Linked DNA regions of Sus scrofa: region 2 is linked to region 1. A link is a contact called in public Hi-C data. All regions are on one chromosome and are shown on one strand. Each heading gives the region's core, a stretch centred on a gene start, on an enhancer-like site or on the middle of the called end of the contact. The rest is flanking DNA. Distances are from core to core; before and after follow the strand shown.

The links. Hi-C and Micro-C count contacts between places; a contact is called where the count stands out from the background.
Region 2: a Hi-C map of omental adipose tissue shows a contact between it and region 1, with 2.7 times the contacts expected there. The contact joins two enhancer-like sites. A contact is called at or near these places in 1 of 5 promoter capture datasets (liver), 15 of 47 Hi-C or Micro-C datasets (alveolar macrophages, embryonic fibroblasts, epiblast stem cells and 7 more) and 1 of 2 datasets of contacts at active chromatin or transcription factors (skeletal muscle).

What each region holds. Positions count from the first base shown.
Region 1 is chr3:53,310,422-53,316,691 of Sscrofa11.1, forward strand. NPAS2 (neuronal PAS domain-containing protein 2) reads right to left here. Exons shown (of 21, transcript XM_021087167.1): 16 at 4,395-4,541. Among named protein-coding and RNA genes, the nearest start is that of RPL31, 18 kb to the left of the region's middle. Within about 2 kb of position 3,205, at least 8 of the 83 cell types and tissues checked have an H3K27ac peak or open chromatin away from gene starts, as enhancers often do. A contact at or near this core is called in omental adipose tissue, where this site is marked.
Region 2 is chr3:53,523,345-53,529,614 of Sscrofa11.1, forward strand. No RefSeq gene overlaps it. Among named protein-coding and RNA genes, the nearest start is that of NPAS2, 36 kb to the left of the region's middle. Within about 2 kb of position 3,252, at least 8 of the 83 cell types and tissues checked have an H3K27ac peak or open chromatin away from gene starts, as enhancers often do. A contact at or near this core is called in omental adipose tissue, where this site is marked.

The DNA.
Region 1 (6,270 bases), core at 1,955-4,454:
TTAAGAACTGGTATTATGCATACCAGATTCTTGGCAAGCAGTGTTCTGTTCCCTTTTGGGCACTTAGCTTTCAGTTCTTTCTGCAAACATCTGGCGCTTTAACTCTGATTCCCATACTCAGTATAACCTCACCCAACTTTATATACAGTACAGAACTGACATGCTGACATTTGCCAAGTGAGAGAGCAGTTTGCAAAAGGCAGAGGTGGAACCAAGTCAGGCAGATGCTTAAAGATCAGATAGTTGAAGCACTCGCTGTTGGGGGGGACTGAGCCATGTCCCAGAGAACTGAGGTTGGGGGGTGGCTGGGCTAGGGCCCCACCTCGTGCCCATCCCACTGAACCACCTCATCTCCCTACTTTCCTTCACACCCCACCCCCACCCAAAAAAGCCTGCCGTTTTGAATGAAGGCTCTTGGTCACTTCAGAAGTTAAAAAGAATTTTCTAGGTGTCCATCCTCTCAGCTCCAATGCCCAAATATTTAGGATTAGTGCTTTATGCAATCTCAGATACCTGGTGTGTTTATGGCCCAGGGTAATTTGCACTTCAGCAAACAAACAACTCCCCCAAACTCTTAATAACATTACCTTTTTCTGGTAGGATACAATTTACCTTCTGATTAGAGTTCAGATAAATGCAACCTTTATTTATGACAGGCAGTATAAACTAGCTTAAATTGGACATGCTTCAGTTCAAATTCTAACCCCACCATGTACTAGTGATAGGACCTTGGGCAATTTTCATAACTTTTCAAAGCCGTTATTTGTTTCTTCACTGACAAAACAGTGATATTAACAACACATACCTCATAAAGTATTAAGTGGGATTTGTGCTGAGGCATAATAGTTAGTGCTCAATAAATGTCAGATAATAACAATAATATGTAAAATGAAAAAAAGGAGCTCCTTTTGCTCCTTTGCCACACCGGACATATAAAACTTATCTGAGAAGTGAAGAGAATAAATAAATGAATTGACAAATAAGCTTTTGCTCAAAGAATAGAAATTATTTCTCCTTGTGTTATGGCAGAGACTGCTGGGTCTGCTGCTCTATGCCACTGATGCTCTTTGATGGAAGAAACCCTGCCCTGTTTTATCTCAGTATCCCCACAGCGCCTAAACAAGTGCCTGGCACATAATGGGTGTCTGCCAGATGGGTGGATGCATGGAAGGATGGAGGGATGGATGGAAGAACCAATACTGATTTGAGGACATCACAGGTGTCCTTCTAGGTATTTCTTTGAGTCGCCAGTAGAGGGCGCAAATGCTCTCAAAAATAAATTAAGAAGCAGCCTGGCACAGACTTCGGGGGCTGGGGGTGGGGGCGGAATGGTAACAGCTTTTCAGCAGAACAGCTCTTTGTAGCACCCTTCAGGACCCTTCTAGGTGCAACCATGATGCCATAAGAACCTCTCCCTCATAGTCCAATCTTTTTTTGGGAAAAAAAAATTATATGAAGCCAGCATCTAAATAAAAGCTCCAAGCCAACAGAGTAGGTAGGAAAGTGCACTGAAGTTGGGACAAAGGACTTTTTCAGGGTGGGGTGGGCAAGGCAGGGGAGATTTGCTGCTGTGCACATCCATGCCTCAGCTTTAGCGACAATACAGTATAGAATTTTATGGCTTAAGAATGTTTGTTTTTTGTTTTTTTTTCTTTTTTGGGCTGCACCCTGTGGGCCATTCCCAGGCTAGGGGTCTAATAGGAGCTGCTGCAGCTCAGCTGCCAGCCTACGCCACAGCCAGAGCACCAAGGGGTCAGAGCCACATCTGTGACCTATACCACAGCTTGTAGGAATGCCAGATCCTTAACCCACCTAGCAAGGCCAGGTACTGAACCCGTGTCCTCACGGATACTAGTTGGGTTCATTAACACTGAGCCCATGTCCTTATGGATGCTAGTTGACAGGACTCCAGGGTCAGTTATACAGAAATATGAGAGACACAGTTCCCTAATTTCAAGTGGATAAAGTCACTAAAGGAAAAAAAAATACTCTAATTTTCCAGAACAAACCAATCCTACACTCACACGTGGTTTTTCACTGTTCTTACATGCCTAGCTTTACAAATACTTATTACTAGAGAACATTTTCATAAGTTTGTTTTGTTTTGGTGGGGTTTTTGTTTGTTTTTGTTTTTGTTTTGTTTTTTTGCTTTTCAGGGCCTCGCCAGAGGTAGATGGACGTTCCCAGGCTTGGGGTCGAAGCGGAGCTACAGCTGCCAACCTATACCACAGCCACAGCCACGCAGGATCTGAACAGCATCTGCAACCTACAGCACTGCTCACTGGCAACATCAGATCCTTAGCCCAATGAGTGAGGCCAGGGATCGAACCCACAACCTCATGGTTACTAGTTGGATTTGTTTCCACTGAGCCACATTGGGAACTCTGAGAACATTTCATAAGCACAGAATATAGATATTGTATAATGAAACCCCATGCATCCTTACTAGACTTCAGAAATTATCAGTATTTTGTTCTTATTTAATCTACCCCCCACTTTTTGGAGAGGGAGGGGTGGGGTAATTTTTACTTGCTTATTCTTTATGCTTGACTCAGGTATTTTTTTTTAACATATTTTGGCTAAATATTTTGGAAGGTATTTCTTTAAACCCTTAAACCTGCACAAACATGAAGAAAGACTCTTTGAGGACTTGCTCTCTGGTTTGATGATCTGTGGTTTTTCCAAGTTCGCTGGAAAATTCCACTGCAAAGATAAGGTCATGTGGGAGGGACAACTGGGGCCTGGTTCCCACGTTCATCCCTTACAAAACTCTGGTTCTAGACTTGGGGGTCCACAAATTGCACTTGTCATGAGGAAGAAAAAGTATATAGCCCTTCAGGCCAAGGAGTGAAAGAGATAGCCTCGTGTCCCTGACATTTTAGACTTCAGCTTTCATGTGGAAAAGAGAAAAGTCTGGGCTCTGAGCCGGATGTTCAGCTGCCTACCTTGATTTTAGCAGTTCCTGGCTTAATGCCCCCTTCCTGTTAGTGTAAAAATTCCATTCAAGTAAATGGATTCAGGAGTTCTAGCCTTGGACCCAGGATCCGTGATAAAATATGCCCGTTGGGAAATAAGCAACAACTAACACCTTGATGACTGCATATCTTTTCACATAAATGCGGCAGTCTTCTCCCTCCGCAATCTGGGGCAATTTGGAAGTGTCCCTGCGGCGGTGGGGGGAGCACAGGGTTGTGGGCGGAGCGCGGGGCTGTGGGCGTGGCGGGGTGGTTCAGCGGTGCGCAAGCGCACCTGTGAGCATGGCGGCAGGTATGGGGCTTGGCTGGGCTCTTCGCCTTCAGGGAGGGCAGGGCGAGAGGGCTGCTCTAGGCATCTCTCTGCCTCCCACACCTCCGCACCATCCTGCATTTACCTCAGCTCAGGGCTGCGAACGTGGGGTGTTTCTATTTGGATGGTGAGGAAGTGGGAACAGCAGTGCCGGAGCTCCAGCCACTTCCCCCAGGGGTCTCTTCTGCTTCTGTCTATCTCCCCTAAGTGGATGCCAGTGCTTACCTCTCTCAGGGCAGACTCCAAGGTGGGCTATATTACGCGGGGTCAAAAGAATGCACTTTGGCGAAAAATATAGCCCTGGACTGACTTAAGCAAAATTGGTTTAAAAAAAAAATTATCCTTGAAAGCTAAATATATAAATATTTTATATAAGATATAAATTTTTTCCTCCAAAAAGAATCTCTGGAAAAGATTCAAAGAAGTGATATCTGAGGGTTGGGTGGGTCGCAGTTAAAAGCAGCTGGAGTTAAGCACAGTTAAGAACACACAGAATTTCCCTTTGTGGCTTGCAGCAGAAGCAAATCTGACTAAGAAACTTGAGGTTGTGGGTTTGATCCCTAGCCTCGCTCAGTGGCTTGGGGATCCGGCATTGCCATGAGCTGTGGTGGAGGTCACAGAAGTGGCTTGGATCCCATGTTGCTGTGGCTGTGGTGTAGGCCAGCAGCTGTAGCTCCGACTCAACCCCTAGTCTGGGAACCTCCATATGCCAGAGGCACAGCCAGTAAAAAGGCTGTGAAAAAAAAAAAAAAAAAAAGCACCCAGAATGCCCCAAATGGCATGCCACAAATGGGATGGCTTGGATCCAGGCTGGTGTCAGTGCAGGGTGACCAATTACCAAACACATGAACGAAAGTGCAGGTGATGCAGGAAATAATGTGCCCAGCAGAGTGAGGCTGGGTGAAGAGGATGTCATGAATGTCACATGGCTGGGAGCTGGGGATGGAGGAGGTGGGATTTTTTCCCTCCTACTTGGCTGGTGGATGTTTCCATACATTTGGCAGGCAGGGCTCAGAAAGGCAGCAGAAAGAGGTTTTGGAGGAAGTCCTGCCTGCCCTGAAAGGGTGGACAGAGCTCGGCGGACCACTGGCCCAGGGAGGGGGCATCACCTGGACGTTGGAGTCCTGGACCAGGCAGAGCTGCTCCTGGATCTTGTGGAGCTCTTCCTGCTGCCACCGGATGTTGGCTTGCAGGATCCTCGTCCGCTGCTCCAGCTGGTCTTTGATAGTCTGGAACATGCTGAGCTGTGCTGAAAACTTGAGGGTGGGGTCAAAAAACAACCAGATGAAAGAGCTATTTCAGCCTTGCAGACAGATGCTGCTGTTGCTGCTCTGAGCAGTGCTGAGCACTTTCATTTCCGGTCCCTTACCCATCTTTTTCAGCATCCCTAATGAATGACCCACAGTTGGCAGGGGGGCTTGCCCGCCAGTGAGCAGGGGCTTGGGATGAGGACTAGCCATCCCAAGGGTCTCTCAAGCCCACCGGAATCTGCAGGTCTAAGTTATTGTGCTGCAGACTGGGAGGGCTACAGAATTGGGACATGATTTTGTAAGCAGCGCAGAGCTTATAAGCGGATATTCCAAATTGGGTTGGACGGACAGTTGGTTTTGGAGAGGAAGGAGTGTCAAAAGCAGGGTACCAGAATTTGCAACATGATGTGATCTTGGAGGGCATTAGGCTAAGTGAAAAAAATCAGCCAGAGAAAGACAAATACTGCATGATATCACTTATATGTGGAACCTAAAAAAATACAACAAACTAGTGACTATAACAAAAAAGAAGCAGACCCACAGATGTAGAGAACAAGCTAGTGGTTACCAATGGAGGGAGAGGGGCAAGATGAGGGTAGGAGATTAAACAGTACAAACGTGTAAACTAAATAAGCTATAAGGATATACTGTACAGCAAAGGGAATAAAGCTAGTACTTTATAATAGAAATAGAAAATAACCTTTAAAAATCATGAATCACTATGTTGTATACCTGTAACTTACACGATAGTGTACATCAACTATATCTCACACACACACAAAAAAGCAAAGCATCAGAGAGCCCCCCTCCCTTTTTTTCTCTCATCATCCAATTGACATGCAAATGACAATCTGCCTGTGACAGCTTCACATGTAATTCTGGGTCCTATCAATGTTCTAAATCTGGTCCTGGCAAGTGGGGCTCTTATGGAACAATTCACAAACCACTTGATAGTGCTCCAAAACCGCCTGGGCCCACGGAAGTCTTGTCGCCCTTCCTCACGTTCCTCTGGCTCTCTTGCTGCCTCGCACCTCTTGGAAATGTGCATCAAAAAGAGCTAGGGAGGAGTTCCCCTTATGGCTCATTGGCTTAAGGACCTGCTCTCTGCAAGGATGTGGGTTCGATCTCTGGTTTCACTCAGTGGGTTACCAATCTGGCATTGCTGTGGCTGCAGCTCCACTTCAATCCCTGGCCCCGGGGAACTTCCACATGTCGCAGGTACGGCCATGTTAAAAGAAAAACGCTAAGGAGAAGTCTAATCTTTCCATTCACGCTAGGGGTACCATATGCTGGTAGAGGTGACCACACACAGGGACACTGACACCTGCCATGCACAAGAGCACAAACGTCCCCTGCCTCCCCCTCCTGACTCCTTCCTGGGATGGAGGCTGGCTTTAGGAAGACCTCCAAGGTGACCTCTGCCCCATGTCACCTGTCTGCCTCAACACAAGGTATTTTCCTTGTAGGACACGTGTGGAGAGCAGAGTAGGGGATGGTGAGATGCGAGGTGACGCTGGCACTCCCTGGGTTGCCTGCCCACTCCAAGCAATCGGGGGGCTGTCCATGACCCACAGTTATCAGGGAAAGTGCATTTGCTGGACTGGGGCTTCTGCTCTTTTATCTTCTCCTCCTTCCCCTTCCCTTCCTACTGTCCCCCACCCTCTCCTCCTTTTTTTTTTTTTTTAGGGCCACACCTGTGGCATATGGAGGCTCCCAGGCTAGGGGTCAAATGAGA
Region 2 (6,270 bases), core at 2,002-4,501, 210 kb after region 1:
ACCAACGTTTGCTGTTTTCTGTGTCTTGCTTTTGTTTTTGTTTGTTCTAAGAGCTGACCCAGTGGGTGTGTTTGAGCCAGGGGTGGGCATGAGCTGCTTTGTGCTTGGCAGATCCCTCTTGGCTGCTGTGTATAGAATACAGGGCACACCACTGACCACCCTGGCCTGGAGGATTTTGAGGACAAAGAGGCCTCCGTGAAGATGTCTGCAGGGACAGTGTGCTAAGTATTGTTGTCCCAGTCAATCCAAATAGGTGGTCACTTATGTTGCCAGGTGAGAGTGAAAAACTCTGGAGGCCACAAGGAGGAGGAGGCGGCAGCCACAGAGACAGGTGCAGGGGTGGCTCTGGAGGTGGGGGAGGGGCTTCATCCCCAGCAGAGGGGACCAAGGCCAAGGTTAGTTAAGGTGGTGGGAGAGGAGCTGAGAGGGCAGACACAGCGTGGGGAGGCAGACAGCCATGACCCCTCTTCTGTGAGGACAGGCAGGAGAAGGTGGGTCACTGCATTCCCACCCCCAAGCTCCCCAGGCCCGACTGTACCCCAGGCTCCCCACCCCCACCTGACTGAGCCCAGGTAGGAGCTGCACATGCAGCCCGAAGGGCTCAGCCCCCCGGGAAGCCACAGGACCCAGCATGTCTGTGGCGTGGGCAGGAGAAAGCAGAACCAAGAAAGATGGTTCTGGAGAGCTGCAGTTGCCTGAGAGGGTGACAGTGCACGAGGCGGAAGAGGTGGGTCATCTTCTCTTCCTCCATCCAGCTACACATTTGTTTTGGGCCGTTTTCTGTATAATTTTTATTTGACAATAAAATGGTTAAAAAGAAGGAAGGGAAGGAAAGGAGACTCTGTTTGAACACTTGAGGGGTTGATTGCCCCATTTTCCTGTGACTGGGAGCTGGGGACCCCTGGGGAGGGAGAAAAGAGGGGTGCTTCCCCACCTCAAGTTGTGAGACACACACAGAGGGGCAGCATGGAGCCAAGACAGCTTGAGGCAAAGGAAAAGCCTGAAGCATTTGCTCCAGCTGAGTCCGAGGATGAGGGGACCACTGGACCCACTGCTGCAGGATCAGTGGGACAGGAGAGCAGGCCAGGCAGCCGAGACTGGGGAGGCTCAGCCCCTGGAGCCATGGGGATGCTGATGGGCTGGGAGCTGGCTGGTCCAGACCGTCCTCATTTGGGGCAGCTTTGTTTATTTTTTTTTTAGAAAACGACTTTCTTGGCTCTGTAGTTGAATTTAGCACTAAGTCTTCATGTGGAGTTCTACAAAGAACAATACCTCCATCACCCTTCTGGCTGAAGGATTTAAGAATATTCGTTTATATTATTTAAACTTTCACATTTTATAAACATTCATTTTGCATTATTAAAACGTAGTTTTTTTTCTCCCCAACTAAAAGTAAATCTGGGCTTGATCTCAAAAATATACAAACAACTCGTACAGCTCAACAACAAAGAAACAAACCACCCCATCAAAAAATGGGCAGAATTCGACATTTCTCCAAAGAACACATGGCCAATCGGCACATGAAAAGATGCTCAACATCACCAATTATTAACAAAATGCAAATCAAAACTACAATGAGGTACCACCTCACACCAGTCAGAATGGCCATCATTAATAAGTACAAATAACAAATATTGGAGGGGGTGTGGAGAAAAGGGAACCCTCCTACACTGTTGGTGGGAATCTAAGCTGGTACAACCACTATGGAAAACAGCATGGAGGTCCCTCAGAAAACTAAAAATAGAAATACTGTATGATCCAGCAATCCCACTCCTGAGCATATTTTGGGACAAAACTATAATTCAAAAAGATGCATGTACCTCTATGTTCACTGCAGCACTATTCAACAATACCCAAGACATAGAAACAACCTAAATGTCCATTGACAGATGCATGAATTAAGATGTGATATATATATACACACACACACACACAATAGAATATTACTCAGCCACAAAAAAATGAAATAATGCCATTTGCAGCAAAATGGATGCAACTAGAGATTCTCATACTAAGTGAAGTAAGGCAGAAAGAGAAAGACAAATGCCATATGACATCATTTATATGTGGACTCTAAAATATGGCACAAATGAACCTGTCTATAGAACAGAAACAGACTCACAGACATGGAGAGCAGACGTGTGGTTGCCAAGGGGGAATGGGGAGAGAGCTGGATGGATGGGGAGTTTGGGGTTGGTAGATAAAAACTAATACATTTAGAATAGACAAGCAATGAGGTCTTACTCTGCAGCACAGCGAACTATATCCAATCTCTTGGGAGAGAACATGATAGCATAAGAAAGGGAATATATATACATATACATACATATGACTAGGTCACTATGCTGTGACACAGAAATTGGCACAGTAGTGTAAATCAACTATACTTTAATGAAAAAAAATTTTAAATGGAGTTCTTGCTGTGGCGCAGTGGGTTAAGAATCTGACTACAGAGGTTCAGGTCTATGCAGAGGTGTGGGTTTGATCCCCAATATGGCACAGTGGGTTAAAGCATCTGGCATTGCCACAGCTGCAACTTGGATTTAATTCCTGGCCCAGGATGCTGTAAGTGTGGCCATTAGAAAGATAAATAAATAAAAATAAATAAATTAAAAACATTTTTAAATTAAAAAAACGTAAATCTGTGTTCTGCCGCATAGGACCCAGTGCTCTGTACACTGCTGGCTTGTTGATGGATCAATTATTTTCACTTACTTATTTTTATAAATTTTTAACTTAGGGGGAGTTTCCATAGTGGTGCAGAGTAAACGAATCCAACTAGGAACCATGAGGTTGTGGGTTCCATCCCTGGCCTCGCTCAGTGGGTTAAGGATCTGGCGCTGCAGTGAGCTGTGGTGTAGGTTGCAGAAATGGCTGGAATCCCATGGTGCTGTGGCTGTGGTGCAGGCTGGCAGCTGTAGCTCTGATTGGACCCATAGCCTGGGAACCTCCATATGCCATGGGTGCGGCCCTGAAAAAGACCAAAAAAATTTTCTTTAACTTAGAACAATGATACTGGCCCTTGAGGAAATGGAAGCCTTCCAGGTGGGCTGTGCTAGGGGCGGGCAGGCAGGTACTCCTACATTGGAGGTTCTTTCTAATCCCCTGAAAGTGAGCTATTTATACCTTGAAATCCGTGTTTTTAAGGCAATGTATTCTTATGATCTTGCATAACTCCCATTATGTCAGAGAACAATTTCCACTGTCCTAGAATCATATAAACCGTGTTCTGAGAGCTCAGGACAGGTGGCCTGGGTCAGCGGGATTCTCTCTCTGTCGGCTGGCTTCCTGGGACCCCTGTCACTGGCCTTTGTTCTAGTGTGCTCCTGGCCAAGGAACGGCTGTGATGGCTGCTTACTTTATCTTTAGAGGACTGACTGCTGCTTTGCAAGCTTTGCCAGGAGGATAGAGGCTGTGGAGCACAGGGAGGGAGGCAGGAAGAGCTCAACTGGCCCAGGGGGAGGAACAGACTCCGCCCCTCCGCCCACCTGCTCCGCCCACTGGAGGAGGGAGGGGATTTCGAGGAGGCAGGTGAGACAGCAGAGATGCGAAGGGTTAAGGCAACCCGGCCAGAGGGCCTGGCGGAAGAGAACTTGGAGTGAAAAACCAGAAGCAGGGTGTGGGACGAGGATGTTGGAAGGTAAAGGAGGGTGCTGGTAAGGTGGCAGAGTCCCACATGGGTTAAGAAGTTTGAACCTTCCACAAACCATTAATTTTATTTATTTATTTTTAAATAGGGTGGGAAGGAATGGAAGTGGGGTCACCACCTTTATTTTGCCATGTGAGGACACAGGCCTGTACAACTCATTGCATCAACTATTCTAATGCTTTTGTTGATGAAAAGACCCCCTTCAGAAAAAAAAAAAAAATAGGAAGAAAGGAAATGTCAAAATAAAGGACCATACTTCTGAGGACAGCTGGCAACCCCGATCTTACACTTGCCAAAGCCTGAGAACGTTAACACCGAGGGCAGTTTGCACAGACCAGCTCTGCCCCCAACAGGGAGCCCTGGGGAGTGACCGAGCCCTGGTCCAGTCTGGGGTCTGGGCAGGCGGGGAAATGGCTTGGGCTGAGTGCTGGTGTCCAGGAGGGGACGCCAGGAGGCGTTGTCGGGACCTGTCCTCCTAAAATGCCCCTGGAGCTGGCCTCTCAGCTGCGGCCACCCCCAGCCCTCATGGCTCACCTGGACCATGACTGGCCTTCCCACTGCTCTCTCTGCTTCTCCCTCCTCCTTTCATAATCCATTCTGTGCATGGTGGCCAGAATGAGCTTTGAATTTTTCTTCCATTTTTTTTTTTTTCCTTTTCTGAGTGTGCATGCAGCATGAGGAAGTTCCTGGGCCAGGCATCGAACCTATGTCACAGCAGTAACCTGAGCCACAGCTGTGACAATGCTGGATCTTTAACCTGCTGAGCCACTAGGGAACTCCAGCACAATCTTTGAAGAAGTGACCTGATCATGTTTCTTGCCTGCCAGCATCCTTAGCAGCTGGTCGCATGAATCCCAACACTTGGACCTGGGGCCCCGCTTGAGCAGCGTCGGTCTGAGGCTCTGACTTCACCGGGCCTCCTGGCCTGGCTACAACCATGTGTAACATGGTTCAGTCCCTGCAGGGAGCCAGGCACTCACTGTCTCGTCCTCTGTCCAGCTCTTCCTCTGCCTGGAGGGCGTTTCTCCTGCTCTTTGCCCCCCAAACTCCTTTGGGTCTCAGCGGACAGAGAACATCCCCCAGAGGGCTTTGCTGGAGTCCCCACGCTGACTGGGCTCCTGCTGTTTGCTTCACATCACATGCTCTTTCTTTACAGCATCATTGCTTATGGAGAGGCCTCCAGGCCACGGCTGCATTAGGAGAGTTGCTAGAAGAACTCACAGACTCAGTTGTATTTGTTTCCACAGTCAAGATTTGTCACAGTAACGTGGGAAGGAAGCACAGCTGGGCTGTAAGGGGCAGGCCCAGGCAAAGTCTGGAGGAATCCATGCAGGCTTCCTCTTGCACTTGGCCTGTGAGGGCTTGCAGAGTACAGCGCCCCCAGCGGCAACAACCCGGCAACAGGTGTGCGATGTTTCTGCCCAGAGAAGCCTGTTAGAGACTCCGTTCAGGAGATTCTTGCTTGGGGCTGGTCAGGTAGGTGCCCCACGACTTGCACAGACACCACACCCTCCAGGAGCAAAGCAGGTGCTCAGCAGAAGCAGCATAGATTGCAAAAAGAGGAGGCCCAGGGAGCCACCTTCAGCAGTTAAACAGGGACACTCCAGGAGCCAAGTTCCCAGACACCACGGAGGACCAGCCTTGCAAGTAGGCCTTTCCACATACAACCGTCTCAGGCCTGCTTGATGAACTCTTTCTCTGCACAGTTTGTCACTAGAACTTTCTCTGTGACTCTTGCTATGGTTTCATGCGCTAGACTGTAAGTGGCAGGAAGGCGGGATCCCATCTGTGGTGTTCCCTGCTAAGCCCAGCACCTGGACACCTAGGCTCTCAGCAGAGAGAGGAGCCTCAGGGACCAAGCTGCGTGACTTTGGGCACATGCTGTCACCTCTTTTGGCCTCGGGTTTCTCACCTGTAGTAAGAAGTAATAACAACAGTCCTTCCTTACAGAATTGTGACACCGTGTTACTCTTACATGTTCAATGGATGCAACCCAAGGTATGGATCTGGACTCCGGAACCAAGTGTGGATTCTAGAAATACTTCTTTGAAAGAATTGACAAATAAACCCAATTAGCCTTGGAGGCGCAGGAAGGAGAGTTGCCGGTGTAGGTCTGCGCAATTAGGGCAAAAGGTATCCACAGGATGGAGGTGATGAGCTGGAGGGAGGACGGGTGTTGGTGAGTTCTGAGCAGCCCTCAGTGGTCCTTGTTCCTACTGCTTGACCAGCCCAGCATCCACAGACCCTGCAGCTCCCAGCCTCATATCAGGAGGAGGAGCCTGGATGTGGTGAGTAGGTCCTGGTGAGGAATCTCCATATTCAACTCCAGGTGGGCTCCAGGGTTCAGAACCCTGCCTCTGCCCAGCCTGTACCCTCTCCTCTTGGGGGCAGCCATGCTGCCCACCCCCTGCTGCTTGAGTGGGACCCTGCCTTGGCCTCACTGATGAGACTGGACCAGGTGACACAAGGGTAAGGTTAGTGCTGGGTAGATCTGACCTGTGAGACTGGATGAAAGGATGAGCTGGACCTAGAAGGTTTTTGTCACAGGGATTTGGAATTGGACCCTGAGAGACAGGGCTGGTTAGCAACAGGGCTCCCGTGACAAGGGTGCTTCAAGGTTG